Regions from separate parts of the Sus scrofa genome. Here region 1 is linked to region 2. The links are chromatin contacts, called in public Hi-C maps. All regions are on one chromosome and are shown on one strand. The core of a region is the stretch at or near the end of the contact, and the rest is flanking DNA. Distances in the headings are between cores, read along the strand shown. Region 1 has its middle 170 kb from the start of CITED2. Region 2 has its middle 550 kb from the start of CITED2.

Region 1 (6,799 bases), core at 1,524-4,023, 380 kb before region 2:
TGGTGTAAGATAGTTGTAAAATGTCATTCTTTTGCGTGTGGCTTTCCAGTTTTTCCAGCATCATTTATTGAAGAGACTATTCTTTCCCCATTATTGAGTCTTGGCTCTTTTATTATAAACTAATTGACTGACTATATATGTGTGAGTTTATTTCTGGGCTTTTTGTTATATTCTATTGACCTATGTATCTGTTTTAATGTCAGTATCATGCTGTTTTAATTACCATAGCTCTGTAATGTAATTTGAAATCAGGGAGCATGCATCTCTAGCTTTGCTCTTTCTCATGATTGCTTTGGCTAGTTCAGCATCTTTATGGTTCCATACAAATTTGGGGACCGTTTATTCTGTTTCTTTGAAAAATGCTATTGGAACATTGACAAGTATTGCATTGACTCTGTGTATTGTTTTGGGTAGTATGGCCATTTTAACAATATTCATTCTTCCACTCCATGAGCATGAGATATTTTGTTTTGTTCTTGCTGTTTATTAATTGAATTTTGTCCTCTCAAAATTTGTGTGTTAAGGTCCCAGTACCCCAGAGTGTGATATTGTTTGAAAAAAGTGTTTTTGAAGATGTAATTAATCAAGATGAGGTCATACTGAAGTAGGATTGGCCCTAATCCAATATGACTGGTTTCTTTTTATTTTTTTATTTGTTTATATTTGATACTTTGTACTACTGCAAGACAGTTGTGATATCAGTTTCAAAACTGACATTTTGATCTTTTATTCTTTTTTTATTCTTTTTTAATTTTATCTTTTCTATTTTTCTATTCATTTTATTTTTTTTTATTTTTTTTATTTTTTTTATTTTTTTGTCTTTTTAGGGCTGCACTCAAGGCATATGGAGGTTTCCAAGCTAGGGATTGAATCAAAGCTGTAGCTGCTGGCCTATGCCACAGCCACAGCAACACCAGATCTGAGCCGCATCTGCAACCTCCACCACAGCTCATAGCAATGCTGAATTCTTAACCCACTGAGCAAGGCCACAGATCAGACCTATGTCCTCATGGATCCTAGTTAGGTTTATTTCCACTGAGCCATGATAACTCCAAGGTAGCTTTTTAAAACTGGAAATGTGGGAGTTCCCATTGTGGTTCAGCAGAAACAAATCTGACTAGGAACCATGAGGTTTCGGGTTTGATCCCTGGCCTCATTTAGTGGGTTAAGGATCTGGCATTGCTGTGAGCTGTGGTGTAGGTTGCAGATGCAGCTTAGATCCCACGTTGCTGTGGCTGTGTTTTAGGCCAGCAGCTGTAGCTCCAATTAGACCCCTAGCCTGGGAACCTCAATATGTCGTGGGTGTGGCCCTAAAAAATAAAATAAAATAAAATAAAATAAAATAAAATAAAATAAAACTGGAAATTTGGACAGGAACATGCACACAAGGTGAACAGCATGTGAAGATGAAGGCAGAGATTTGGGTGATGCTTCTACAAACTAAGGAATGCCAAACACTGCAAACTGCCAGAAGCATAAAGCTTTTCCCTTACAGCTCTCAGGAGGAACCAACACTACTGAATTCTTGCTCTTGGACTTTTAACCTCCCAAACTGTGAGACATTTCTGCTGTTTAAGCCACAAGGTTCATGGTATTTTGTTATGGCAGCCCTAGTAAACTAATATACTACTGTACCCTGTTTCTAGAACTGTGACTAAATAAATTAAGCATTCAATAAAAATTTTTTTATGGCCACACCCATGGTATATGGAAGTTCCTGGGCTAGGAACTGAATCCAAGCCTCATATGCAACTTCTGCTGCAGCTGCAGCAGCACCATATCCTTTGACCCTCTCCACTGGGCTGGGGATTGAACCTGTGCCTCTGCCAAATCTGTCTGATTCTTAAATCTACTGAGCCATAGCAGAAACTCCCAGTAAATATTTTTTTGAGTGACTGTTGAAAATAAATAAATGGATGAATGAATGAATATATTTTACCTCAGGAAAGTCATTTATTTTTTTCTAGTCCTCAGTGTTGTCATTTGTAAAATGACATCTGCTACAGTGTAGAAGATTTATCCAGTTCTTGTCTGTTCTACTACATTCATAAAAAAGAACTCTTATGACAGAAAAATTGATCATATATTAGAAGTTATCCAGAGAGCTTATTTAATCAGACTCTCTATTAAAAAAATACAAGCAGACATGAGTTTTAGGGATGATTGAAATTTTAATTTGACCTGAGGCAATACTCTGAAATGAATAATTTCCTGAGTTTGCTTTCAGATTTTGATCCTGTGTTTTTCCTTGACGAATTTATCTATTTATAGCAATCAGGTCAGTGAGACTGTGTGAGTTATAGGCAAAGTGATTTCATCGCACTCCAGGCTCAACTATATTTCAGAATAGAATCTTCCTTATTGAGGACTGAGCCATCAGCAAAGACATGGTACAGGAATTGAATTAGAACAGAATGCAGAAAATTGTCTTCATAGTTGAGAAGTTTGGGCGTGTCATTACCTGAGATGATATTAAATTTATCAGTGTGCCTTCAAATAATAAGCTTTGAAGAAGGAGCTGGATGAACAGTGAGCAGAACTCCAGAGAGTGATCTGGATGTGGAAGATTCATTAGTCTGGATGCTATCTGGAAAGCTTCAGCTGGCCAGAATGAGCTTATATGTTAAGACTGGCTTAGGTGGGCTCTCCAGGGTTGATTTGCAGAGGTAATTCTTCAGAAACCCAGTTCACTGGACAGAGCTCTGGCTCCATTTCCTTTTTTAGATCCTTTACCTTCCAGTGAAACTACAGGGCCCTGTTCTCCCCAACCCTGTGTTCAGAACCTTTGACCCCTCTAGTGTGGAAGTCTTCCAAGTGTCCTATCATTGAAAGTTAACATTTTCTGCTTTATTCTTTTTCCTTCTACTCTTTAGAAACTCGTATTTCCTGAGGTGGATATTTACGCCAATAAAAGAATCGATTACTCAGTGTGCAAAACTCTTGGATGGATGGGTGAGGAGGGTAAAAAATTTATAGCTTCAGTAGATTCATCTTCTCTCATTAGTGGTCTGCTGTGTCCTTTGGGGAAGATATTTTGAGCCAGGATTTTGGTACTTTTCAGCTTCGCTAACTCTTGGATTCTCTTAGGTACCCATCACAGTGTTAAATATATGAAATTAAAATCAGCAAAGAGCAGAATATCCTTCTTGCTTTCCCATCCCTACCCCAGTTTTGCAAATGGGTCAATAAAAATAGTGTCCTTGGTGTGGGCAAGGGTGTAAATTCATACAGTGAAAACTCAAATGGAAAACAAATCCCCAGAACACAGGCTATATTTCAAATCCTTGGATTATGGAGAGCAGTTAGAGAAGAAACCTTAAATGTCATCTAATTTAACTCACTTATTTTACAGATTAGGAAAGAGAATGCTCTAAGAGGTTTTCTGACTAGCAGACCTTATATTCTTCATGTAGCTCTATATTTTTATATATTTAGGATTTTTGTTTGTGTGTTTGTTATTCTTCCTTGCATTATCTCTGCCTGATCTAGGGCAATATATATATATATATATATATATATGTATGTATATGTATATATGTATATGTGTATATATATATGTATATGTGTATATATATATGTATATATATATGTATATGTGTATATATATATATGTATATATATGTATATGTATATATATATATATATATATATATATATATATATATATAAATAAATAAAATAGGAGTGTGGGTGAATCAACCAAGATCAAAGAGCTAGCAAACTGAAAGAACTTGGATGAAAGTTCATATTCCCTGGTTCTTAGTTCCTTGCTCTGTGATTTGAGCATTAAAGCAAATCAAAACTGGGTGAAGATTAGAATTTGTGGTTCCTAGACTCAGATAAAATGGACTGCTGTGTTATTCTCTATAGTCTAATATTTGTTATCAGCCTCTATGGCAATGGTTCTATTTCTTCTGGAGGATGGAGTAATGATCCCCATTTGAGATTCTGAATATCAGGAATCCTCTTCTCAGAAAAATGTACACACACAGTTTGCACATAAGTTCAGCAGATTGAGGGAAGGCCCCTAAGCTCTGAACTAATGTTCTAAATATTAATGTCAACTCATGTTTATTGAGTGTTTTCTATGTTCTAGGCATTATTATTAGGAATTTACATGTACTACATCGTTTAACTCCTGTGGCACTTAAAAGCAGGTTTCTTTCTAATTTCCACTCTATAGAAAGAATAGAGACATTTAGAGAACGTCTGTTTATTTAACACTATTTAAAAAATACTGATGATTCCAGGTGCTAAGGACACAATGCTACAAAAAATGGGCCCTTTACAAATCCAACTAGTATCCATGAGGATGTGAGTCCAATCTCTGGCCTTGCTCAGTGGGTTAAAGGATCTGGCATTGCCATGAGCTGTGGTATAGGTTGCAGATGTGGCTTGGATCCCATGTTGCTATGGCTGTGGTGTAGGCTGGTAGCTGCAGCTCTGATTTGACCTCTAGCCTGGGAACTTCTATATGCCATTGGTGTGGCCCTAAAAAAAAGAGGAGGGGCAACGCCTGCCCCCATCAAACTTGGAATCCAATGAAGCAGGCTGATTGCATGTTTACACAGAAATATGCCACAAAGCAAACAGACATGGAGAAGTGTGTCAGGCAGTGGTAACAATACATACAGGTGGAGTGTTGGAGGAATCTAGAGGAGGAGGTCAGGCTTGGATCACTAAGAGAAACAGGTGTAAGGGGCACATAACAAGGGGCTGCAGAAGAGGTGACATGGGTGGGACTAAAATCCTTTCCAGAGGTCAGCTCCAGAGGAGAGATGCCAGAATTAAACCAGATCCATCTGTCTCCAAAGTCAGCCTGTGCCCATCGTTGCAGCAGTTGAGTTCTAACTATGATGTCTCTTGGCAGTACTTTGTAATATCCTATCCTGATCTTCTCCATGCCTATGGGAAGTACACTTTCCTAAAGTGCCCAAAACAGAGTTTCGTGGACAATCTATGATGAATGACCAAGTTTGTTTGTTTGTTTGTTTTCTTTTTTTTTGGCCACATCGGCAGCATTTGGAAGTTCCTGGGCCAGGGTCAAATTGGAGTTGCAGCTGTGGCCTGTGCCACAGCCATGGCAGCACTGGATCTGAGCCACATCTGTGCCTTACACTGCAGCTTGCAGCAACGCCAGATCCTTAACCCACTGAGCAGGGTCAGAGATCAAATCTGCATCCTCACAGAGACAACGTTGGGAAGGTCCAAGTTTTAAAATATTTAATTTGTCGCACTGTGCTCTGATACTTTTTCTTATTTTCTGTTGCAGGATCAGTATGTCACCCCTTCCATGAAGGCTTGACCCCCAAGCTTGTCCCCATGTCTGGAGGGGCTCTAAGTTGCAACACAGAGAATCTTGGATGATTATAGGTTCACGTCTAGAAATTTCCCACCTCACCCTAAATATCGAGGGATTATGGATCTGGACTGGTGCCTTAATTTGGTGAAAAAAAAAATAAAATCTATTTCTAAAAAGGTACCTAAAAGTGCTTTAAGCTCTCACTGTTGCCCCCACATCTGCAAAGCCCTGCCGCAAACAATTGGGCTTTATTTATTTAAAAAATTTTCTTCTTTTTTTTGGTTGCCCATGTCATATGGAGTTCCCAGGTCAGGTATCAGATCTGAGCCACAGTTGGGACCTGCCAGATCCTTAACCCAGTGTGCCAGGCCAGGAATTGAATCTGTGTCCCAGCACTCTAGAGAGGTCACCAATCCTATTACACCACAGTGAGAACTCCGTTGGCTTTTATTTCTTCTTTCCAGAGCTACAGCTTGCTGACACATGTGATTCTCAGGCTTGAGGCTGAAGTCCTGCTTAGTGACAGGGATAGGTATCCAGGTCATGTATGACTTGCAGTCTGTCCTCCAGCTGATGTACTTGGTGTGTTACCACCAATGAGTATGTCACACATGGCAAACAGAAACATAGTGCTAATTTCAAGATCTGTTAGAAACACAAGGCAGTGGAAATAATGGCTGATAGACAGAAATGGTTGGAATTGGCAGAATGGTTGATAGAATGGTTGGAATAAGAAATTCCCTTCTAAAAGCTTCTAGGGGATGCTGACAAACATTGGGAAATAAATAAATACACTTTATGATAATGAAAATGTACTTGACAGTGGGCTTTTGAATGAGCATGGTGAGAGACTAAATTGGACAAAATGTGGCCATGATGTTTGCCTACCACCATCCAGAGCTACTAGTCAGGTCAGGCTGAGAGCAAGCATCTGAGCATGAATGTAAAGGCTATTGGAATGCAATGTTCCCAACTACTGCATTAATAACTTTCAACAACCTTCACTCCTGGACATGATGTAATTAAGTTTTGGGTTGGGGAAGTAAGATGGCCTGTGGTCTGATATTTTCATTTGAAAGCAAGTGGGAAGACAAAAGCAAACAAGCTTTTTGGCTATGAGAGAATGAATGACCTTCCAAGTAAGGAATTTAAACCAGAGCTTTTGACTTCAGAGGGGAATGAGGCTGCAGAACCTTTTTGTAGCAGAGATTTAAGGTGGAGAAATGGTTGCGGATTATAATGCCCCCCGACCCCCATCAAAGCCCCCGAGCACGTACATCCTTCTCATTAAACATACCACTCTTGAGGGTTCTGATCGCCCAGAACCCCCTTTGAGCAGAAAAACATTATTATTAACATTTTTTTGCCTTTTTTTTTTTTTTTAAACACAGGGCTGGCATGCCAGCACATGCTTGAAAACTCTCACAGTTACATATAAACTTAAAAAGAGGCCCCTTTCCCCCTCGCCTGACTCATACTCCATGCATCACATAACCA
Region 2 (6,825 bases), core at 1,810-4,309:
GATAAGACATGTAAAGATTTAAAACAGTGCCTAAAACAAGGTGATCACTCATCAGAGAGTATTATTATTATTATTATTATTATTATTATTATTATTATTATTATATTGGGGGAGCCCATAACTGGCAAGAGCAGCAAATAAATCAATGAGAGAGCAGTGTATGCATGAGGCAGGTGGGTCTAAGCAGGCTTTGGATGCTGGGATTATTTGAGAGACAAGGCCATCATCAAGTTCTGTGCATTAAACCAACATTCAGGAACAAAAGAACAGATAAATTGGAAATACACTGATATCTAGGGTGAACCTTGCGATGTCATTGAATAGACTTAGGAAACAAGGCAGAAACCTAGGTTTGGTGGCCTGGGCCTGAGGGGTATTGTGTTGGACCAAGTTGCAAGAAGAACAGTCCAGTCTTAGTCTGCATGATACCTGCAGGCCTGTAGATCTCACCTCCAGATTGGCCTGAGAATTGGGACAGGATAAGTTGGAAGGCTTAGCTGTAGGGTCCAAAGGGAAAGGGAGTCTGGGAGAAGAGCTGAAAATGAAGTGATAAATTCTTTTCCTCAAACACTAATCACTGTAAGCACTCACAGGAGGAAGAATAAATCGATAAATGTGGGAGTAGGTAATTGTAACTATGGTGGGACCAAAGCTGAGTCTTAGATGCTGAACAAGATTTGTGTGATGAATAAGTAGAGGGAAAAGGGAAGAAAATGTGGTCAAAAGTCCTGACACTGGGATGAAGGTGAAGTGTATGCGTAAGTCAGTGGTGATCTTGGTCTGATTGATACTGACTTGTGGATGTGAGTGTGCATAGGAAGGAAAGGCTGGATTAGGGAGGAATTTATTAATCTGGCACAGGAAAATGGTATATGGCAAGAAAGGCAAAAGGAGTAATGAATGGCTGTAAATAAAGAAATGAAACACAATAGCCAAACCCAGAAATTATGCATAATACATAATAATACATAATACGTAATAATTTTCCAAAGAAAATTATTTTGAGAGAGAACAAGAGGATGAAAAAGTCTTTTCCTGAACACGTACTTTGGGCCAATGTGACATGTATAATGTATTATGACAATTTTGTGTTTAGATGTTACTGTGACTATTTTCCCAAAAGAAAACTGAGGCTTAGAAGGTAAAGCAACATGCCTAATGTCACTGGAAAGATACTCAAACAGATTTCAGATCTGGGTTTGCTTGATTCCAAAATGTTCTATTTTCCTTTACTGGATAGTTGTCTACAGTAGGGCAAAGGAAGGAGGAGAAGCTAGAATGATCCAGGCAATCAGGGATGCAAGTCCAGATGAAAGGAGTGGCAGGAGATAAACACAGCTTTCTCAGTAAAATGTAGCTTTCCTTTTCTTCTTTTTCCAAGCATAATGTTTGTGTCTTTCCTGCTGCCAATCCCATTCATCATGTACTCCAGACAGTCTTATACCTGTCTAATCCTTACTATTTTTATTTCTGCTGTGTTTTTCACATTTGCATTCTGAGTGTTCTCTGCATAGTGTCTTAAAACAAATCATCAGAGGGTACTTGCTAAATGGGATGAGTATACCCCCGTGGAAAGCAAGATAGGCAAAAGCAGATCAATCCAGTTTTGTGCCACAGACTCACTACTTACCAACTCTATGCTTTTAGTCAATGCTCATTTTTTTTTTTTTAGAATCTCAACTTCCTCATCTATAAAAAATATTAGAGTAAAACATTATGCATGGGATTGTGGGGAGGAAGGATATCAAGTATAATATGGCAGACCAAGTTCCGGATCCAGTGGAGGAATCATATATCTTATTTAGTTCTCTTCTCTCTTCCCCTCAATGAACTAAACTATTAAACATTTGAGAGAGTGTCTTATAGAAGAATGGAAAGGATAATAAAATAAATAATAAAAAAGTTAAGTGCATTAATAAAAATACAAGTAAATAAGGGTATTTGATTAATGATCATCCTACAAACCATGGTTAATGATGCTTTGCCCCCAAAGCTACATGTATTATTAGTCTTTAGACAAAGCCTCAGTTCATAACCTGTACATTCATTAAACCTGAAATAGGCAAATGGATTATACTCAAAAGTCAATAGGCTGGATAAAATCACTTCTTAAGTAACATTTTCTATTTGTTATTGGCCCATTTGGACCTCAAGGATAAAAGATATTACTTATCAACTAATTTATACAGTGATGAGAATGAGAGATAATATAATGGATGAGAGAATCAAGATGAAAAATTATTTCAATAGGCTCAAATAATGGACCAAAACTAACAAGTAAAATTTAACAGGAATCAAGTTGAGACCTGCATTTGGGTTAGGTTCATGCTGTTAATTCCATATTATAAGAGAGAAGAGACATGTCTAGAAAATAATTCATGTGAAATCTATCTTGGAATTTTAGTTGACCAAAACTAAATGAGCTTACAATGTGAAGTGATTTTGAAAAATAGAAAATGACATATGAGGTTAATAAAAGAAGTAGGGACCATGAAAAATTATAAAAAGGATTTGCACTATTTTTTTACTAGTATTCATTCACCATCATCCAGTCGAATTCCTATATCAATCTAATAAAATATTCCCAAAGTCTTTGGGAGAGCTGTGTTTTCCATCTGTCCCTGGGATAAACTTTGGTCTCATTCCATTTGTTATGTTTTGGTTAAATGCCTCTTTAGCATCCCAATGAGGGCACAGCAGTTTGTAAAGGTGATATCTTGTAGTTTTATGTGTACATTTGTACGTGTGCACATCTAGGAGAGCCGGATGGCATTTAGATCCCAAGAATGGGAAAAAAAAATTTTTTTCCCATATGAGATTCTCCAAATGTTCTAGTCAACTCTTAGCTCTGACATCTTCCCACTTACTCAAGTTCATGAGATTCGATAGCCCTGTGGGGACTCTCATGTGCTTAATTAACACTGGGGCCAGGGGAGTACAGCTGTGAATGTTTGCTATGGCCATGGTCACTGATTGTTCTCCTGGTTAGGTAAGCAGTGCTAAGCTCTGTGTACACAATTGTGATTGCGACAACCATCACTACCTATTTTGGTGCTCAACATGAGTCAGCTTCCTTACTAGCTCTTTACCCTATTCAGTGACATGCTGCCATCTAGAGTCTTGTGTCCAGCCAAGGGATGTCTACTGGTTGTTCAGAGCTACCTATCCCCATTGCCCCATCTCATGGACCTGTGGCTTCCAAAGTCAAACACACATGCAAATAATAACAATGAAAAAAACATACACCTTGCCTTCTGACGTTTCAACATTCAGTAGAGAAATATTGGGATTTTTGTGAAGCTCATGGATTCTTTTCTTCCCTTGGCTGTCTTGTAGGGTGCCACACCTTGTGGTGAGGGAAAAAAGTCTTATTGTTAAAGACTTTCTTTTCCACTGGTGAGACTATTTAGAATCTGGTTCGAAAAGATAATACTGGTATAGACGTAATTAATAGTAATTTCTTTCATTTGGATCTGTGTACACATATGTGTGGGGAAGCTTGGGGTCCAGAGTGCCACCAAACTTGATGAACAGCATCTATGTAATCTGGGTCTATAGATTTGCTCCCAATATCAGAGTACCTCCTATACTCTTAAAAAGCATGTACTTTCATGGTGAAGTGGCAGAGGTGAGGGTGATCTTTGTTCTTAGATACCTGAAATTATCTTCAGCTACTATGTCAAGTCTGCTAGTGATATAAGCAGATTTCCTTGAGGACATCTTCTGTGGTTTTTCAGCCAACGGATATCCTTTGTACACTAGTAATCCTAAAATACCGGGTTGAATAAACAGATGAATCAGTGGACATGTTCGTGTATTTCTTTTTATTGAACTCAGTCTTACTAAATCACAGGTGGATTCTTTCCTTCCAGAGGACAATGACAAAAGGGCCATCAAGATGATGGAATGAGTTGAAGGCCAAGCCCTGTAGGGAATATTGTATGAATGGAGGACATTTCCCTTGTAGAAATGAAGAAGTGAAGACAGAGCAGACATGATGATTATTTTTGTATACTTGAAGGGATGATGTGTCGAGTGGATTTCTGTTTAACTTTAGAGGGTAGAACTCAGATCTGAAAGTAGAATTTTTAGTGAGGCAGATTAAATAACAAGTTTGAAATAGCTAGAGCTCTTAAAAAATGAATTCAACTTCCCTTGTGAAGCAGTGGATTCTCAATCATTGAAACTGTGTAAACTGAAGCTCATAGCTCTCTGAAAGGAATTTGATAGCAGTGGGAAAACTAGATGCATAATGGAGGTTCCTTTCATTTAAAGACTTGATAATCCCGTGATCTAGACCTAAGGATGTTTGTTACAATATTTCTGTCTCTCATACTTTTTTAGAAGGTTTGCTCTTCCCTCAGCTGTTTTCATATTTATCTTCAACCTTTGCATTTCTACATTCAATGATATGAATAATTTAAATGTGTAGGCTGAATGGCCAATGTTACACTCTAGGTACCTGTCTCTTTGTCTTCAAAAAAATGCAGCATCACTTTCAGCAATTATTTTATGACTGTACCCTTTTCCTAGGTACAAGGATGCTAAGGAAAAAGGGCATTAAACATTGGAAGTAACACTAAAGTTGTTTTTATTTGTTGATTCATGAATCTAGGAATATCCATGTTTTTTTAACTTTTATTTCCCCAATACAATTTTTTTTTCTACTGTATAGCATGGTGACCCAGTTACACATATATGTGTATGTTCTTTTTTCTCCCATTATAATGATCCATCATAAGTGACTAGACATAGTTCTCAGTGCTACACAGCAGGATCTCATTGCTAATCCATTCCAAAAGCAATAGCTGGCATCTATTAACCCCAAGCTCCCAATCCATCCCCTTCCTTCCCCTCCCCCTTGGCAACCACAAGTCTTATCTCCAAGTCCATGATTTTCTTTTATAACCTGTTAATTATAAATACTCATCATTTTAAAATGTTTTATTCCAGTCACTTTGATTATTCACAATTACATAGAACCAAAAGTTGCCAGGATAAAACACAGGAATCATTCTTAACGTGATTGGTAGCAGAATAAGACATTCTGAAGATGTTCTTATTTTCAAGTTTAGTGGTACTTGATTCTTGATTAAGAATTAGTCAATAGGAATAAAATCTCTCAAATCCCTCTATTAAGATACTACTGTGTTCAGCTTTTGAAAACTTTCATCAAATTCAGCAAGAAATTTATAACATAGGAGTTTTCTATTTTTTCTTTTCACTTAAAATTTCATTTAAGAGGATGGAAAGAGAGTTGATCTTCCATATAATATTATGTTAAAGGCAAATAAGAAAATCTGAAGAAGATAGAGTTGAAAGTTCACTTAATAATTTTTGGATACGTGAAAGAGAATATCATAGTCATTATAATGTAAAGGTTTATTTCCTAGCACTTACAGTATAAAGCTTATGTAGATATTAAAAATCTCCAGATTATAAGAAATTATCTATTTGTAGATACATGATAAACTTTTTAAATGTTGAATGAATAAACTCAACATTATTATAGTTGAATTTCAGTTTTATTAGGAAATTTTCGCCATTCTTGAAAACTTTAGGATGACATTCTTTGACTTGGAAATCAGAGAACAGGCACATTAGGTTATAAGACAAAAGCATAATATTCAAACCATCACAGTAATTAGATTCATTGATTGTAATTAGAGAGTTGGGAAATAACCTTTATGTTGTCATTCTGAGAAAATAGCTTGCAGTAGTCTGCTACAGTTCAGGGAATTGCAACTATACATGGCTTTAGAGTTAGGTTTTCTATGGATAGATATAATATCATGGAATTTGTACTATCACATAAAATATGAGAACTTATAGTCTTCTTGTGTTTTAATAGTCTCCTTGGTATTTGGTTTATACAAATAACCTAGATGGATAGTACATACTCTGGTAGTCAATATTCCATATACAATGCCTATTATTTTGTATTATTTAAATGGACTCTAAAGTAAATAGGTGATCTTGCCACATCTATACTAAGGTAATTATTGTTTAGAAGAAATAGAACATTGTTTTTTGTACTCTAAAGTTAGAAATACATTAAGTAATAAATTCATATCTATAGTTCAAACCTAGCTCAGACATCTGCAGTGGTTGAGTTGAGTGGTTAAGACAGTACAACTCTCAAAGCGTGCTGTTGGCAAAGTGCCCTGTACAGAAAATTGTACAACTCAGGGAAATGAAAATGCAGAATTCTAGAAAACTGAACAGAATTGCAAGCCTAAACTCACAGGGATAATGTGATCTTGTTTCAGAAACAATTTAGGCAGATAATTAAGCGAATTTACCTGTGGGGTTGACTACAGCCTAGACAATTTTCTAGTGTCAAAGCTTAATTCTAGGTACTCGAGGACAGAAAATATTTCAAAGAAAGAGAAACAAATACAGAAAATAGTATTTTGGGTATTGAGGTTTGAGACATTGCAACATTCTACTATTTCCTTGTATTTTTATTTGCAACTCTTGGATACTCAAGGGGTCATTCTGAGAAGATAGGCTTGTAGTAGTTAATTTTGATTAATAGATTAATGGATTGTAGATTGAGGAGAAGGAAAAAAGTGCTTCTCATCTTTGGGATATCTATTCTGAACTACAAACAAAAGTATTTCTTTTCATCATTAATGTATATCCTTTGCTGTTATTCCCCAGAGCTTTACATTTAGAATGGTTTGAAGCACAACTTAATTAAAAAAAACATCTGTGCCACTGCAATGGAAACGATACATAAAGTTTTTCAGGATACACTCAAGGAGTAGGAGAGAAAAAGAACAAGAAAGAGGAGAACCAATCAGCAGTTTGTTTTCTCTTGTG

Evidence for each region. Hi-C and Micro-C count contacts between places; a contact is called where the count stands out from the background.
Region 1: a contact with region 2 is called in a Hi-C map of liver, with 3 times the contacts expected there. The contact joins two enhancer-like sites. A contact is called at or near these places in 3 of 47 Hi-C or Micro-C datasets (heart right ventricle and liver) and 1 of 2 datasets of contacts at active chromatin or transcription factors (alveolar macrophages).

The regions. Positions count from the first base shown.
Region 1 is chr1:24,978,640-24,985,438 of Sscrofa11.1, reverse strand. No RefSeq gene overlaps it. Among named protein-coding and RNA genes, the nearest start is that of CITED2, 170 kb to the left of the region's middle. Within about 2 kb of position 2,773, at least 1 of the 83 cell types and tissues checked has an H3K27ac peak or open chromatin away from gene starts, as enhancers often do. A contact at or near this core is called in liver, where this site is marked.
Region 2 is chr1:24,602,480-24,609,304 of Sscrofa11.1, reverse strand. No RefSeq gene overlaps it. Among named protein-coding and RNA genes, the nearest start is that of CITED2, 550 kb to the left of the region's middle. Within about 2 kb of position 3,059, at least 12 of the 83 cell types and tissues checked have an H3K27ac peak or open chromatin away from gene starts, as enhancers often do. A contact at or near this core is called in liver, where this site is marked.